Linked DNA regions of Mus musculus: region 2 is linked to region 1. Evidence: chromatin contacts called from public HiChIP or PLAC-seq data. All regions are on one chromosome and are shown on one strand. The core of a region is the stretch at or near the end of the contact, and the rest is flanking DNA. Distances in the headings are between cores, read along the strand shown.

What was found. HiChIP or PLAC-seq counts read pairs in DNA pulled down with a chosen protein or histone mark.
Region 2: an H3K27ac HiChIP or PLAC-seq map of embryonic stem cells shows a contact between it and region 1, with 3 times the contacts expected there. The contact joins the enhancer-like site here to the promoter of Uxt in region 1. A contact is called at or near these places in 18 of 39 promoter capture datasets (the 3T3-L1 cell line, 3T3-L1-derived adipocytes, the C10 cell line and 13 more), 1 of 15 datasets of contacts at CTCF or cohesin (CD8 T cells), 6 of 484 Hi-C or Micro-C datasets (cerebral cortex, embryonic fibroblasts, embryonic stem cells and 3 more), 17 of 115 datasets of contacts at active chromatin or transcription factors (the SCID.adh cell line, T-cell acute lymphoblastic leukemia, acute myeloid leukemia and 10 more) and 4 of 9 other capture datasets (adipose tissue, embryonic stem cells, liver and 1 more).

The regions. Positions count from the first base shown.
Region 1 is chrX:20,958,358-20,966,080 of GRCm38.p6, reverse strand. It overlaps Uxt (ubiquitously expressed prefoldin like chaperone), which reads left to right and starts at 4,103. Exons shown (of 7, transcript NM_013840.3): 1 at 4,103-4,147; 2 at 4,295-4,401; 3 at 6,062-6,143; 4 at 6,279-6,346; 5 at 6,616-6,723. The coding sequence starts at 4,304. A230072C01Rik (RIKEN cDNA A230072C01 gene) reads right to left here and starts at 4,405. Exons shown (of 6, transcript NR_027445.1): 1 at 4,369-4,405; 2 at 4,103-4,231; 3 at 3,424-3,544.
Region 2 is chrX:20,806,053-20,813,634 of GRCm38.p6, reverse strand. It overlaps a transcript of Araf not described here. Among named protein-coding and RNA genes, the nearest start is that of Gm26065, 9.4 kb to the right of the region's middle. Within about 2 kb of position 4,949, at least 6 of the 459 cell types and tissues checked have an H3K27ac peak or open chromatin away from gene starts, as enhancers often do.

The DNA of each region.
Region 1 (7,723 bases), core at 2,854-5,353:
AGTCATCTATTGGATGGAACACAGGGTCCCCAATGAAGGAGTTAGAGAAAGTACCTAAGGAGCTAAAGGGGTCTGCAACCCATAGAAGGAACAACAATGTGAACTAACCAGTACCCCCAGAGCTCGTGTCTCTAGCTGCATATGTAGCAGAGGATGACCTAGTCGGCTATCAATGGGAGGAGAGGCCCTTGGTCTTGCAAATATTATATGCCACAGTTAAGGGAATGCCAGGGCCAGGAAGCTGGGAGTGAGTGGGTTGGGGAGCAGGGGGAGGGGGAAGGGTACAGGGGACTAAACAATTAAAGGGGATAGCATTTGAAATGTGAATGAATATCTAATAAAAAAGGAAAACAAAACAAAACAAAATTTTTTTTTTAAAAAGGCAAAGGAGGGTAGCTAGTTCAAAACCTCAACTACATATTAAGTTCAAAAATAGCCTATATATACTAAATAGCAATACTATATTTCAAAAACAAAACCAACCAAAACAGTAAGACCATGCACTCATGACCCATGAATATATAAGCCATTGAAACCGTGTAAAATGTCAGTAAAGAAGTCTGTGTCTAACTAAAATGCCATCTCAAATCATGATGGACAAAGGTGAATTTTCAAATAAATATGCTCATTTCCTAAGAGAGCAGTAAAAAGTTACCACAGACTGGCTGGTTTAAACCAATAAATTCTATTCTGTTATAGTTCTGGAGACTGTAAGTCCAAACTCATGAGATCATAGAGCCAAGCCTTTTTGAAGAAAATGTATTCTATTCCCTTTCTACTCAAAATCTATTCTATGCCTCTTTCCTACCTTCTCTAAGGACAGCAGCAATCATTGATATGCCTCAGTTTGTATTTTTGAAGTTCCAAAAATCAAGTCCAGGGCATCATGCAAGCTAGGTAAACATTCTACCACTAAGTTATGGCCTCAACCCTTTAATTTATAAACATATTACCATGCTAGTATCATTTTCATCGCTGTGACTAGACTTAACAAAAGAACAAATGAGGAAGGACTTTTTTATGATCACAAAGTTTTAGACATCCTAGCCGGGTGTGGTGGCGTACACCTTTAATCCTAGACTCGGGAGACTGAGGCAGACAGATTTGTGAGTTCGAGGCCAGCCTGGTCTACAAAGTTGAGTTCCAGGACAGCCAGGGCTATACAGAGAAATCCTGTCTCAGAAAACCAAAAAAAAAAAAAAAAATTTCAGATATCGCATTTCCAAGATCAGCTTGGTTGGGGTCTTTTTTTTTCCCCCCTTTTAGGCCTCTTAGCAGGGCAGAAAGTAATGGCAGAAGGACATCATGGAGAAAAGCCACTTATCTCATGGCAGCCAAAAAACAGAAAAAAATGGATATAGGAATATATGTGTGTGTGTGTGTGTGTGTGTGTGTGTGTGTGTTTGTTTATAAACACACACACACACACATGCCCTTGGGGTGTTACTTCATCCAAGTAGGCTCCATTTCTTATGAGCAATTCAGCTATAAACTTATCAATGAATTAATCCATTGAAGAAGTCATCATGATCAATCACTTCTCAATATTGTCACCTGCGATGGATCAACCATAACGCATATGAGCCTTTAGAGAAGACATCTCGTATATAAATAATAACAATGACCCTAATGTCTGCCAGTTTTCAGTTTTCACACCATCTCCTATGTCTTTCTCTTTGTTTTATAAGAATATTTCTCGCTGGGCAGTGGTGGCACATGCCTTTAATCCCAGCCCTTGGGAGGCAGAGGCAGGCGGATTTCTAAGTTCAAGGCCAGCCTGGTCTACAAAGTGAGTTCCAGGACAGCCAGGACTACACAGAGAAACCCTGTCTCGAAAAACCAAAAAAAAAAAAAAATTCTCATTGGTTTGGGGCCATTTGTTTAACTCAGAATGACCCCCCACCTCAAGATCCTTAATTATATATGTAAAATTTTTTCAAACATATTCTGTGGCTATATATCTAGACATCATTCTACCCGTTAAACACAGACGTTTGCAAACAGATTAAGTTTGACTTGGTGCCTTACATCTGCAATGCCAGAAGTTGAAAGGCTAGGGTAAAAGATTTTAAGTTCAAGGCCAGCATGGACTAGACAGTGAATTCAATGCCAGCCTGGCTATATGACAAGACTCTAACTGAAAAATAAAGCTGTAGATAAATATTAAATTGGGCCCATACCTTATTACATATATCCATACTCTAGATGGACCAAGATTGAAGTGTGAAAATGAAACCCTGGTTATATTTCTTTCTAGTCTGGACATGGGGAAAGCAGTCCAGACTATGTGTAACTGTGCTACACAGTCAGACACCTCAGAGGAACACAATGAGTTGATATATGTAAAATGCTCAGAACTATGTATGGAAGGGGTAAATGTTTGATGAATAGTGATCACATCTGCTCTTATTCAAAATAGCAATGGTCATGCCCAACAGTGTAAATCGTGAGACAATGCTCCCTTCCTGCAGCTTTCACATTCTTCCCACTTTGCCTTCTATTCTCTAAGACTTAGAATAATATAGGTGATTATTACTTTCTACCACCTTGAGCAGCTCTACCACAGCAACAGACACATTCCTTGCAGTTGAACCAGTTATGAATCTTCTTTAGTAACTACCTCCCATTGTAAAAAAGAAGTTTGCTATCTCTATGTCAGGAACAGCAGTAACCTACAAGCCGCCGTGCAGAGTGAACTCAGGCTGTCAGACTGGTTAGCACCGTTTAACCAGTGAGCCATTTGGATAACCTAAAAGTATCTTTTAAATTAAAGAAAAATTACATGAAATATGTTAATAAACTTAACAGACCCAACTCTAGTCTATCTAAACTGTTCTCCTTAGCAAATAAAGATTAACTAATATTATATAGCTTCCTAATATCTGCTTTAAGCACATCAAATTTACTTTTAAATACATGTAACATCAAATTTTGGTTTTGGTTTGGGGGACAAGGTTTCTCTGTAGCCCTCATCATGGACTGCATGCCACCAAGCAGAAATTCATTCAAGATAAATTTCTTAAAATTTGTCTCCATTTAAACATTTTTATGTGCTCTTATTCATTCCCTTTATGGAGGGTGAAAACCAAACAATGTGTGCAACATATATTTTTTTCAAACAGATCCCCACAGGATATACTGCCTTCCTTATAGATTAGTACCATAATCCTTGCTGGTCTATAGGCACTCTTGTGCTTTTAAAATTATTAAATGCTTAAGTGGTCTCAGTGAGTTCTTTTGGTTTTGATTTGGTTTGTTTGTTTTAAAGAGAATATGAAATTGGAGGAAAATGTGGTAGGAGGAGTCTAGGAGGAGTTGGAGGGAAAAGGGAGTGGAGATGATGAAAATATATTGCATACATCTATGAAACTCTCAAAGAATAGAAATGTTTCTAAAAGAAAAAAATAGGGACTATATAGATACCTCAGTAGTTAAGAGCACTGGCCAGTCTTATAGAGGACCCAGGTTCGATTCCCATTACCCACATGGTGCACACAAACTGTTGGTTGCTCCAGTTCCAGGGAATCCCACAACTTCTTCTGGCCTTTGTGGGCAATGCACGCATGTAGTCCATAAACATGCAGACAAAACACATAAAATAGGAAAACAAATGTAAGAGTAAGGAGGGGGGAATACAGAAATGGCTCATCAGTTAAAAACACATAAAACTTGCAGAGAATGTAAACTCCATTATCAGCACCCACATCATGGTAGCTCACAACTGCCTATAAGTTCAGTACCAACGCGCGCGCGCACACACACACACACTTCAAATTACTAATTATAAACACTTAACTCCCTCTCCCTACCTTCCTGTAAGTCCACCCTCCCTCAGAACCCGCCAAATCTCATTGAACGTCACCCAAACCAGTCTCCCGCCAGCTCGCGACGATCCGCCTGCTGGCAGACCGCGGCGTGCCAGGCCCATCTAGATCCATAGGATCCTGCTACCTCCAAGGATTCACTCAGGCCCCGCCTGCAGCCCTTCCCCTAAGTGCATCTTCCCACACGCCGGACCGCCCCTCCCATCGATTTGGTTGGCTCCCTTGCTGGAAATTACATCATCCATCCGCGCCACCCGGAAGCCGCGGCTCATACTAACAGTTATTGCCGGTGGCCCTACGGTAAACGCCGTACTCCTGTACCGGTGAGTGAACGAGTTCCAAAATCGGGTTGGGCAGAAGCAACTCCGTAGCTCGAGCCGAAAGAAGTCATCCCCAACGTTGAGTGGCTGGAGAGAATTTTGTGAAGTTTAAATAGAGCGCTCAACGTGCCCCCCCCTTTACTCCCCCAGGTGCCCGTCATGGCGACGCCCCCGAAACGGCGGGCCTTGGATACGGTGGGGGAGAAAGTGCTGCGGTACGAGACCTTTATCAGTGACGTACTGCAGCGAGACTTGCAGTGAGTGACAACGTGGGAGGCGTGACGTTTGAGAAATTTCACGTGGTGGGTGGGACAGAATGCCGACCAAACTTTCGGATTGGCCGCCCAGACTTCTGGGAATAGGGTTGACTTCTGGGCTGAGATGTGGTTGGAACTTGTCCCTTTAGCAGAGCTCTGACCTTGTTTGTTGGTTTAAAATAGTCATTCCGAACACAGGGTGTTTCTGACTAGGCCATTTAACCAATATTTATGAACAAGTTGTACCTTACTTCACCTTTGTGAACTTTATTCATCTGTGAAATGGAAAAGTTTATTAGGCCTTCTTAACGTGGTGTTTGAGTTTTAAATGTGTCAACTCCGGCACTTGGGAGCCAGAAGCAGGAGGATCTTTGTAAAGCTGAGAACCAGTCTGGGCTACAGACTAACTTTCTCAAAGGGAGAAAAAAATAGAATAAAGCCAGGCTCAAGCTCCATGGTGTGTGCCACTTCTAGTGGAGAGATGGGAAAATTCACTTGTTTAGCCAGGATTACAAGCCAGCCTTGAAAATAGAACAATATTCTATTTTAAAAAAAATCCAGTGTGGTGACACAGGCCTGCAATTGCTGTACTTGGGATAGTGTCAGGAGCAGGATGACCCAGAGTTGAAGGTGATCTTCACCTACATTCGAGGTTGTGTATAGCCTGGGCTTTGAGATTATGTCTCAAAACAAGCAAACTAGGGCCAGCAAGATGGCTTGCCTCCAACCCCATGCCCTAAGTTAGATCTCTGGGACCCACATGGTGGAAGAAAGAAAGACTCCCAAAAACCTGACCTCTGACCTCCAGGTATGTATCATGGCACCCATACATGTACACAAAATAAACACATAAATGCAAGTAAGAACACATTTTAAAAATGCAGATAAACCCCACTATTATTATATTGAGGCTGAGAGGAAAGAATTGTTTGGTGTGTTTACAAATTCAATACTTAGCCTGAGAAACTCAGATATTGTCTTGGGTAATAAAACAAATAACCTAAATAGTTGTTTTAGGAAAGGAATTTGACCCCAGTGCCTGAAATACACTAAAGACTCAACAACTGGATGATTGCTATTGCTGTCATTACTAATCTGAATAGAAAGTTAGGTATTTAGAACTAGGACTGTGTGAGCATGCTAAAAGAGATGGAGAGGTACATTTAGGGTGAAGATGGGACATTTTAATTGGCATAAGTCACTGAATAAAATGTAATATTTATAATTATAATAGGTAACAAGTATATAATGCTTACCATTTGGCTAGCATTTAAAACACTTTGTAGTAAACACTCGATTCTAATGACTCTTATGTGCTACTACGGCCATCTCTGTTTTCTATGTGAAGAAACTTAATCCTAGGTAGGTTTTCTACTTTCCATAGTCACATTCCTAGTAAGAGGTAGAGGTCAGGCTGAACTACAGTCTGACCTGTATTTATTGAAATGCCTGCTGTGTCTCTGTCTATACCCCATTGTGTGTGTTTTGGAGGAGGGGAGCACGGGATCTCACGATGTAGCACAAGCTGGTCTTGAGCTCAGAATCCTCCTGCCTCAGCCCATGAATTACATCCATGTCAACCACAACCTGACTTAAAATGCCTGGCATCTCAAGAGGAATAAGGCTGCCTAATGTTCACTGTTGTATTTCTACATATCAGAAAGGTGCTGGATCATCGAGACAAGGTATATGAGCAGCTGTCCGTATATCTTCAACTAAGAAATGTCATTGAGCGACTCCAGGTAAAGGTTTTTAAATTGGGTACCACTTTGTGTATGTGTACAAAGAAGGGAGGCGGGAAGAAACCCCAAGAACAAAACCTTATCTGCCTTTAAAATTGCCCGCTGACACCTACCTCTTTTCTCCTGGCCCTATAGGAAACTAATCACTCGGAGTTATATATGCAGGTGGATTTGGGCTGTAACTTCTTCGTTGACACAGTGGTGTGAGTATATTCTCTCCCCTCCTGAGTTTCTCCCTTTTTTCATGGAACAAGTATTTCTTAGTATTTTCTATATACAAGGCTCTAGTAGCTTTTATATTTCATTAGGATATGAGCAACATGTTGTGGGTGTGGCCAAAATGAACACAAAGTATCTGCCTTTACAGAGCCTTCATTTTGAGAAACAGGAAGGAATAGGAAACACCTTAAACCATACAGTGTGCTAAATAGTAATAAAGACTTCTTCCACTTCCTCTGACCTCTTTCCTCAGCCCAGATACTTCACGCATCTATGTGGCCCTGGGATATGGTTTTTTCCTGGAACTGACACTGGCTGAAGCACTCAAGTTCATTGACCGAAAGAGTTCTCTCCTCACAGAGTGAGTGCATTCCAAGAGGATAGTATCTAAAGCCACTACATTGGCTAAGGGTACAGGGAAGTGGTAAGAACATTTGCTTAGCATGTGTGAAGCCCTAGGTTCTATCCATATCACACATCACACAAACACATACACAAAATATATAAAAGCCAGATATGGTAGTTCACACCTGTAATCCCAGGATTCTAGAGAATCAAGCAGGAGGATCATGAATTTGAAGCAACTCTGGGTGATAAAACAAATCTCTGTGTATAAAACAAACAGAAAAAATAATAAATAGACATCACAAATTTTAATACTCTACCCTTTTCCCTGTGGCTACCTGGGATGGTACTTAGAAAAACATACTACCTTCCTCTTCGGGGCTCAGACTAAGAAAACTGAGGATGCAAAGTTCAGCCAGGGTGTCATACTAAACACTCAATAAGTACTTTTTATATTATTCCTTCATACATTTATTGAGTATCTTATGTATACCAGGTTCTGTGGTTAATGTTGAGAATATAGCAGTAAACAACAGAAGAGTCTTAGAAGCTTACATTTCTAGAACTATGTTGAAATCTCATGTACATACATCTGTGACCACATCCGTGAGATTTCAACCTAAGAATCAGTTAACAGTCTAAGAAGCTGCTTCTCACTTAACTATCTGCTCATTTTCCTGCTCATTTGTTGGTCTCTCCCCTCTCTGAACTTCATGTGCCTGTACCCACACATGCAGAGACAATGCCTTCCTCTATTGCTGTCTGCTTTATTTATTTCTCTTGAAATAGGGTCTCCACCAAACCTAAAGCTTGCCATTTTTTGGCTTCAGCAAGCACCCATGCCGGGGTCAGAGGTGTGTGAGTTTTTCCATTGGTACTAGGGATCCAATTCCCATTCTTATGCTTGAGCAGCAAATGTTCTTGTCCACTGAGCCACCTCCCTAGCCCTAACACATGCTTTAAGCATTTCCCACCTTTGGGAGCATTCAGTAGCTACTGGTGTCTGTCTGCTCTGC
Region 2 (7,582 bases), core at 3,700-6,199, 150 kb after region 1:
TTAAACCATATTTTCTACATAGGCTATAAGGTAAACTGTTAATCACTGAGATAACATCTGGGATTTTTCTTAAAACTACTTCAAGGGCAACATGGGGTGGTAGAGAGAGGGATGGAAGGCTGCACAGATAAATATGACAAAATATGAATTGTAGAATCTAGGTGGTAGGAATATTAAACATCTCTGTGTTGGAAACTTTGCATAGTAAAATGTTGGGGAAACACCTTAATAAGAATAACCCATAGAGGGCCTGGAGAGATGGCTCAGCGGTTAAGAGCGCTGACTGCTCTTCCGAAGGTCCTGAGTTCAATTCCCAGCAACCATGGTGGCTCACAACCATCTCTAACGGAATTTGACGCCCTCTTCTGGTGTATCTAAAGACAGCTACAGTGTACTTATGTGTAATAATAAATCAATCTTTTGGGGAAAAAAAGAATAATCCATAGAATATATTAACCAAACTACCAAATTAATGATAATGATTAGAATAAAGACTAGTTCATAGGAATTTATTAAACCATCTTCTTTGTATATTTAAATTTCCCAATTAAAATGATTTTTTAATATTTTATGAGAAATGAGCTCATGGATCTGGGGATGGCCCCACTCTCATTGTAGCAGTGAATAACACTGAAGTTCTTGATTCTCCTGCCTCCCCACCCTGAGCTCTGAGATGTTATCTGTGCGCCACCTTGCCAGGTATATCTATCTGGTGCCAGGGATTTTGTATATGCCAGGCAAGCATTCTATTAACTAAGCTACCTCCATAGCACCTGAGAATATGTTTTTACTGTAATGAATCACTAAGCAATTATGTGGGTGAAACAATACAGAAAGTCGCAGAAAAGCAAACACTATGTAGCTCCAAAATATTAGTCCCCAAAGGAATAAAATTTCTAAAAGACAGAGAGCAGAGTGATGATTGCCGGAACGAGGACAGAATGGGTAGTTGTTATTTAATGGACATAGGATTTGAGGTTAGCAAAAATGAAAAACACAACAAAATCAACACTTAAACATGGCAAACACTCGGAAAATGGTTAAGGTGACACATTTTACCTTGTGCACATCTTGCCACAAAACATGTTTAAATGTTTTCAGATTTAACTGGAAAACATACTTTGGACACATTCAACATAGACTACTATGCTAAACAATGCAGTATCAAACTCTACTCAAAACAATGGCAGAGTTTTGAAAATGAGATCTTGGGCCACAGATGCAGCAGAACTAAAAGCACCAGGCTCCAAAGCAGAAAAACTCAGCCAGTACATTCCAATTCATTCTAAATTATGTAGTGTGATCAAGTGTGATCGTCCAGACCTTCTATATTTTTCTTTGTGCAGAGGTCATGTACTCTGGGTGTTTTAAAAGAAACATTTTAAAGAAACCCACAGGTTGACATTTTCTATCTTTTTGTCTTCTCACGAGTCTCTGCAATCTCTCCATGTACTAAACACAGCAGAGAAACTGGACCGTTGTGTATAGAATACTGCTTCCAGCTAATAAATCATCACAAGTGGAAAAAAATGGCAGATTTTTGTCACAATGAAATACTAAAAATGCCAATGCAATTCTGGATAAAAGCGATGACATTTTCAATTTCAGTTTTTCTTTTTCTTTTAACGATTTTTTTTATTAGATATTTTCTTCGTTTACATTTCAAATGCTATCCCGAAAGCTCCCTATACCCTCCCCCCGCCCCCAGTTTTTCTTCTCTAAGCATGAGAAGAGGAAGAACTTACTTCGCTTTCCCTTCTTCTGTCTTAAAGAGAAGTATGAAAAAGGGAAATACTGGGCAGTGTCTTTTATAGTGGACACAGCATAGAAAGTTAAATGTACAAGAACAGGCCATTGATGGTAACTGTTATCTACTATAAGAGGGAAAAAGTATTTCAGAACATTTCTTTATTTGTGTTTAATTTTTTAAATTATATTTTATGTGTGTGTGCACATACACGCATGCCATAACAAATCTGTGGAAGTTAGGAGACAACTTGCCAGAATTGTTTCTCTCCTACTCAAGTCATCTGGCTTAGTAGCAACTGCCCTTACCTGCACTCCTTTTTTTCTTTTTATTTACTATAAATTTTGTCTGTAATTTCTTTATTCCATACCAGTGTGTGTGTGTGTTTTCAGTGATGCAGAGGATAATAAGATTGAAATATCTTATATACATTGAAATATCTCTCTGTGTTGGAAACTCCCAAGATAGATAGACTCTGAAGGATGCTATGTACAAGCTCCCTCCTGGGAGGTCTCACTAGCAATAACATTACAGCAACACATGCCACATGCCCAGAGAAGCACATCAGAGATTTGGAGCCAAGGGTTTTCTCTCTTTGTTTTGTGTTTACTACAGTTCTAGGTGATCAGACCACAAGCACATGACCAACGTAATGTACTATTTGTATAGTTTAGACACAGTGTGCCATCCTTAGCAGAAAAGAGACACAGGGAACATTTCTGGAGGACAGCTAAATGCCAATGGATTGCACTGCCAAGCAACCAGTTTGTCCCTTGGCTGATGGATAAGGCATTTTTTGGACATCAGTCTATACAGTCTGTGTTGACTCTGAAATCCAGAAGAGCTCCTCTTGCCTAAGCCTCCCTAGAAGCTGGGACTACAGGAATGTGTTATGTGTCCAGGTAGGTGACCAAGGCATCTTTATAGCACAATTAGTAGTAGGATCCCAGCAACAGGATGAGGCCATACAACAGTATTGACTTCACTTTGAAAGAAGTACCAAATATGAGTCTTGTCTTGTCTTTTTTTTTCTTTTCAAGACAGGGTTTCTCTGTATAGCCCTGGCTGTCCTGGAACTCACTTTGTAGACCAGGCTGGCCTCAAACTCAGAAATCCCCCTGCCTCTGCTGGGTGGGATTAAAGGCGTGCACCACCACGCCTGGCTGAGTCTTTTCTATCCAATAATAATAAAAAAAAAAACCCACAAAACAAAAACCACAACTTGTGTTTGGGACAAGAAATTTAAATCTTTTTATCTCCCACCATCACACTTTTATGCAGACATTTTGAGCCCTCACCCCTCTCCCCCACCAGTAAAACCTTTGTTTACACAAAAACCCACTTCTATTCTATGAAGTTAATGGCCTGTCAAGTGACATTTTTCTTCTTGTAGCAGTGACCCATTTTTCATTCCTTCACTTCCTGGGTGCCAATTCTTTTCAGACTAGCCAAATGAGTAAGATTGTAAGATCAGACCCCAGCCAATGGGGGAAAGACACAGCCACCACCTGAGATAGAATATAAACCAAGAGCATTTCAGGCCTCTGTGTCCACTTTCTGTAGCACACCCGATTGAACAAGAATGAAGTTTGCCTTATCCAGGCACTTCAGTTGGAATGATGGTCTCTTTCTTTGTGATGCTGTTTATTTTTAAACAATTTATAAGCCAGGCGTGGTGACGCATGCCTTTAGTCCCAGCACTCAGGAGGCAGAGGCAGGCGGATTTCTGAGTTTGAGGCCAGCCTGGTCTACAAAGTGAGTTCCAGGACAGCCAGGCAGGGCTATACAGAGAAACCCTGTCTTGGAAAACAAACAAACAAATAAACAACTTCTAATCTCCAGAGAATCTGGAGTTAACCACTTAAAACATATGGCATCAACTACAAAACTCTGCCCTAGAAAGCTAGTGGCTTCCTTCTTAAATTTCTTTCTTTCTTTCTTTCTTTCTTTCTTTCTTTCTTTTCTTTTCTTTTCTTTTCTTTTTCTTTTTTTTTTTGTCTTTTTTTTTCTGGCTCAGGCAAATTCTTATCAGTAAGTTGAACTACATCTGAATTCTCGCCAGTGCCAAGGCAAGACCAGCATAGGCACATGCAAGCAGGAAGTCTAGAGGGTACACAAAGCACGATGTACACTGGCTAGGTATTAATTTCCAGAGGAGCCTGCCACCCATTTCAGTCCATATAATTCAGTTTAATTATTGGCTTCAGAGAAACTGTCTAAGGATAGGCAGGTCCCATCAGTTTGGCTTATCCATCACGTTGGTCCCACCTTCCCCATGCATCATGGATTGTGTGCTAAGAGTGGTTGTAAGCATCACTCCTGTCTCATCTCTGTGCGGCCCGCTGTGAGTGATGGGAGGCTTGTAGGCTGTATTTGATATAGAGTGCTCAACAGCAGATTGGAAACAAGGCATCAGGCAAGCATTTTTCTACAGAAAGAAGGGAGAAATTTGAGTAGGAGGTCTGGAAAAAAAATGAAGCTTAGCATTGGTTCTCTCCTCTGCTGAGCCTCCCAGGATTTCCCACTTCACTCCATTGTTACAAAAGCAGTCAGTTTCTCTGTAATTCTAACTTCAAATTTCCCAGTCATCTAACTGTTACTGGAAAACACCCTTATGCAATTTAGTGGGAAAGACATATTAATGTTCAAGAGTTGCTCAAGAAGAGTCCAAGATGGTTTTACAACAGGTTTCTTTAACTTCCCATTCATTTTGTCCTGATCATTTGCCCAGGGAGAAGACAGAAAAAAAAAAAAGGACACTACAGCCCCTTGCTATAGATAATCATACCTTAAGAAAGTGTGCATCCCAGGAAAGAGGCAACGGAGAGGCTATCAGTCCCTTAGTGTGAGCTGTAACTAATCTACAAACAAAATACAAGTCAACAGTGAAGAGACATATCCAAGGGGGGTCCCAAGTCTGATATGTGAGAAATGAGTACGGGGATCAAATTCCATGTGATGTGTCCTCCCACAAGAGAGGAACCACGGGTTAGGAATGCAATTTATCTTTTAGCAGATTCTAGAGTCACTCAGCACTGCAATTTCAGATAGTATCCTGGGAATATGCCCTTTCCTGTTAGGATTTGTCTGTAACCCAGTCAGTTCCATCAGCATCCATATTTTTGTCATTGATGGCCCCACAGAGTCTATGTCAGGCTGAGTGCTGTTGTTGAGGTGACCTTTCATTTCTGGCCTGCTTCATAGAGGAAGAAGCAGCACAGGACACACTATCCAGTTTCAGCTGACTTAAATCAAGGAGCTTTGATCTGTCAATCCAAGACTTTTTTTTTTTTTTTTTTTTTTTTTTGGTTTTGGTGTTTTGAGACAGGGTTTCTCTGTGTAGTCCTGGCTGTCCTGGAACTCACTCTGTAGACCAGGCTGGCCTCAAACTCAGAAATCTACCTGCCTCTGCCTCCCAAGTGCTGGGATTAAAGGCGTGCGCCACCACTACCGGGCAATCCAAGACGTTAAAAATGCAGTGGCTTAATTCCCATGGCAGGAAAGCAGACACATAAGGAGGGCCAGACAACTGTGTTTGAGGCACAAGTAACAGACCAGGTTTTCCTAAAAGTCCTGTTGATCTTGTCAGTCAGAAAGTCCAAACAGACCCACTCAAAACACGCATGTGAGTCTGTAAAACCTCCAGCCACTGAGACCAGACATTTCAGGGCAACAAGAACACATTAGCAAAGCTCCTTTGAAGATTTGAACAGTGGATTGTGATGTGGAGACTTCTAGTCTTTTCCTTTTGTTTCTCTTTTGCATGGAGCAGCAGTACATGGAAATCATTACTAATGGAGGTTTGTTGTGTTTCCAATTCTTAATTCAAATTGCAATCCTCCCACAGGCAGCAAAAAGCAAGGGAGCCACTAAACACTGTTGTTGTTGTTTGTTTGTTTTGTTTCTCACCAGCTTTATCAGAATGAGCCATCTTGTAGTCCATAAAGTGAAGCATATAATATTTTACATCAATTGTATTGTCCAGTCAGTAGCACAAGATTCTCCTCTTTGTTCCTCAAAACCTTGACATTACAGCTTTAATGTTGTAGCAGCCTTGAAGTCTAAGCTGAGTGCAAGGAGAGGCTGCCGTGTTGCAAAGGCAACTGCTTAGCTTGGTTTTGTTCTTTGTTTCACTTTACTGATTTTTTGTCATCTGTCTTTTGTCTGTTTGCCTTCACCCAAGCTCTTGCTGAATTGCCCAGGTGGGCCTAGAAATCATAAAGTAATTTAGACTAGCCTCAGCCTTGCAGGCTTGCAGTCCTCATGCCTGACTACAAGGATACAGCTGCTTGCCATTACACCTCTCTCTCTCTCTCTCTCTCTCTCTCTCTCTCTCTCTCTCTCTCTCTCATTTTAACCCTTTAAACCTCTGGTTTATTGCATGCAAGCCTTGCTCTAGTAAGGAAACTTGGTTTTGCTGTTTTCCTTCCAACTGGAGAAGAGAGCAATGCAAACTTTTGTTTTGTTGTTTTTGAAACAGGGTCTCACTATGTAGCCCTAGCCGTCCTAGAACTCACTGTGTAGACCACACTGGACCCAAAACTCACAGAGATCCGGTCTCTGCCTCCCAAGTACTAGGACTAAAGGCTTGCACCACCATACAGCAAGCAATGCAAACTCTACAAGTTTGGTTTTGGAGACACAATCTCAATATGCAGCAGTAGTGGACAGGAGCTCACAGAAAAGCGCTAGAAAAATCAGAATTGTTAAATACCCAAGCCTTTTTCTTCAACAGAAGAAATTGACACCTATTTTCCATCCAGAAAGCTGTGAATGGTAATCTTTGCTATTCTGTAAAGCCAGCCCTCACAGAATCCCCCAAAATACTAAGTACTGTTTCTCAGTCAATAATACTAAGTACTGTTTCTCAGTCCTCATGAAAGAGGTCCTATGCACTTTGCAAATGAGTTTGCTCTTGTGCTTGTTACAAACCTTCCCTCCCTAGGCCCAGACTCCTGAGCACTGTTTCTCTGTCAGTAGAGCCCATCTTTATGGTAAAGGTCATAGGTGCTTTCCTAAAGAGATGTCCTATTATACAAGGGAGTTCCAATAAAGCCATGCCTAAAGTTTTGTTGTAATAATTGTTATGTGGAAACTTTTCCCCAAAGTTTTACTGTGTTTAAACAGGTAAAGACATATTGGTGTCAGACTCCAGAAGTTTTGACCTAGCAGTCGCTAACTAAAGTCAAGCGGAATCAAGTTTCATTCTTACCTCATCTGGATCCATTCCTGCTGTCTGTAACAATCTCAGGGGACTCCCTGCCTCCAGCCCCTGCGTGCAACTTTTGCTGGCATGGAACTTTCTATGTAGACAACCCTGGTTTAAAACCCACAGAGACCTCCCTGCTCTGCCTCCAGAGTGCTGGAGCCAAAGGTGTGCATTGCCCACACCCTGCCTTCCCTCCTTAAATATCTCTGATTCTTCCAAAGTCCACCTTCAGAAATGTTTACACATACTCCACCAATGACTGCAATGAGAGCAGCTACAAACACATTTTTATTGTCTAGCTCACTGCAAACTCTTTTGGGAGGGGCACTAGGGTCTTTCTCCCTTAATGTAGAAGAGACATTGTGAAATTTTGAGCCCCTGTAGCCTCATAGAGTGGCACTATTCAGAGGTATGAGCTTGTTGGAGTAGGTATGGCCCTGTTGAAGGAACTGTCACTGTGGGTGTGGGCTTTAAGACCCTCATCCTAGCTGCCTGGAAGCCAGTATTTTGCTAGCAGTCTTCAGATGAAGATGTAGAACACTCAGCTCTTCCTGCACCATGCCTGCCTGGATGCTGCCATGTTCCCACCATGATGATAATGGACTGAACCTCTGAACCTGTAAGCC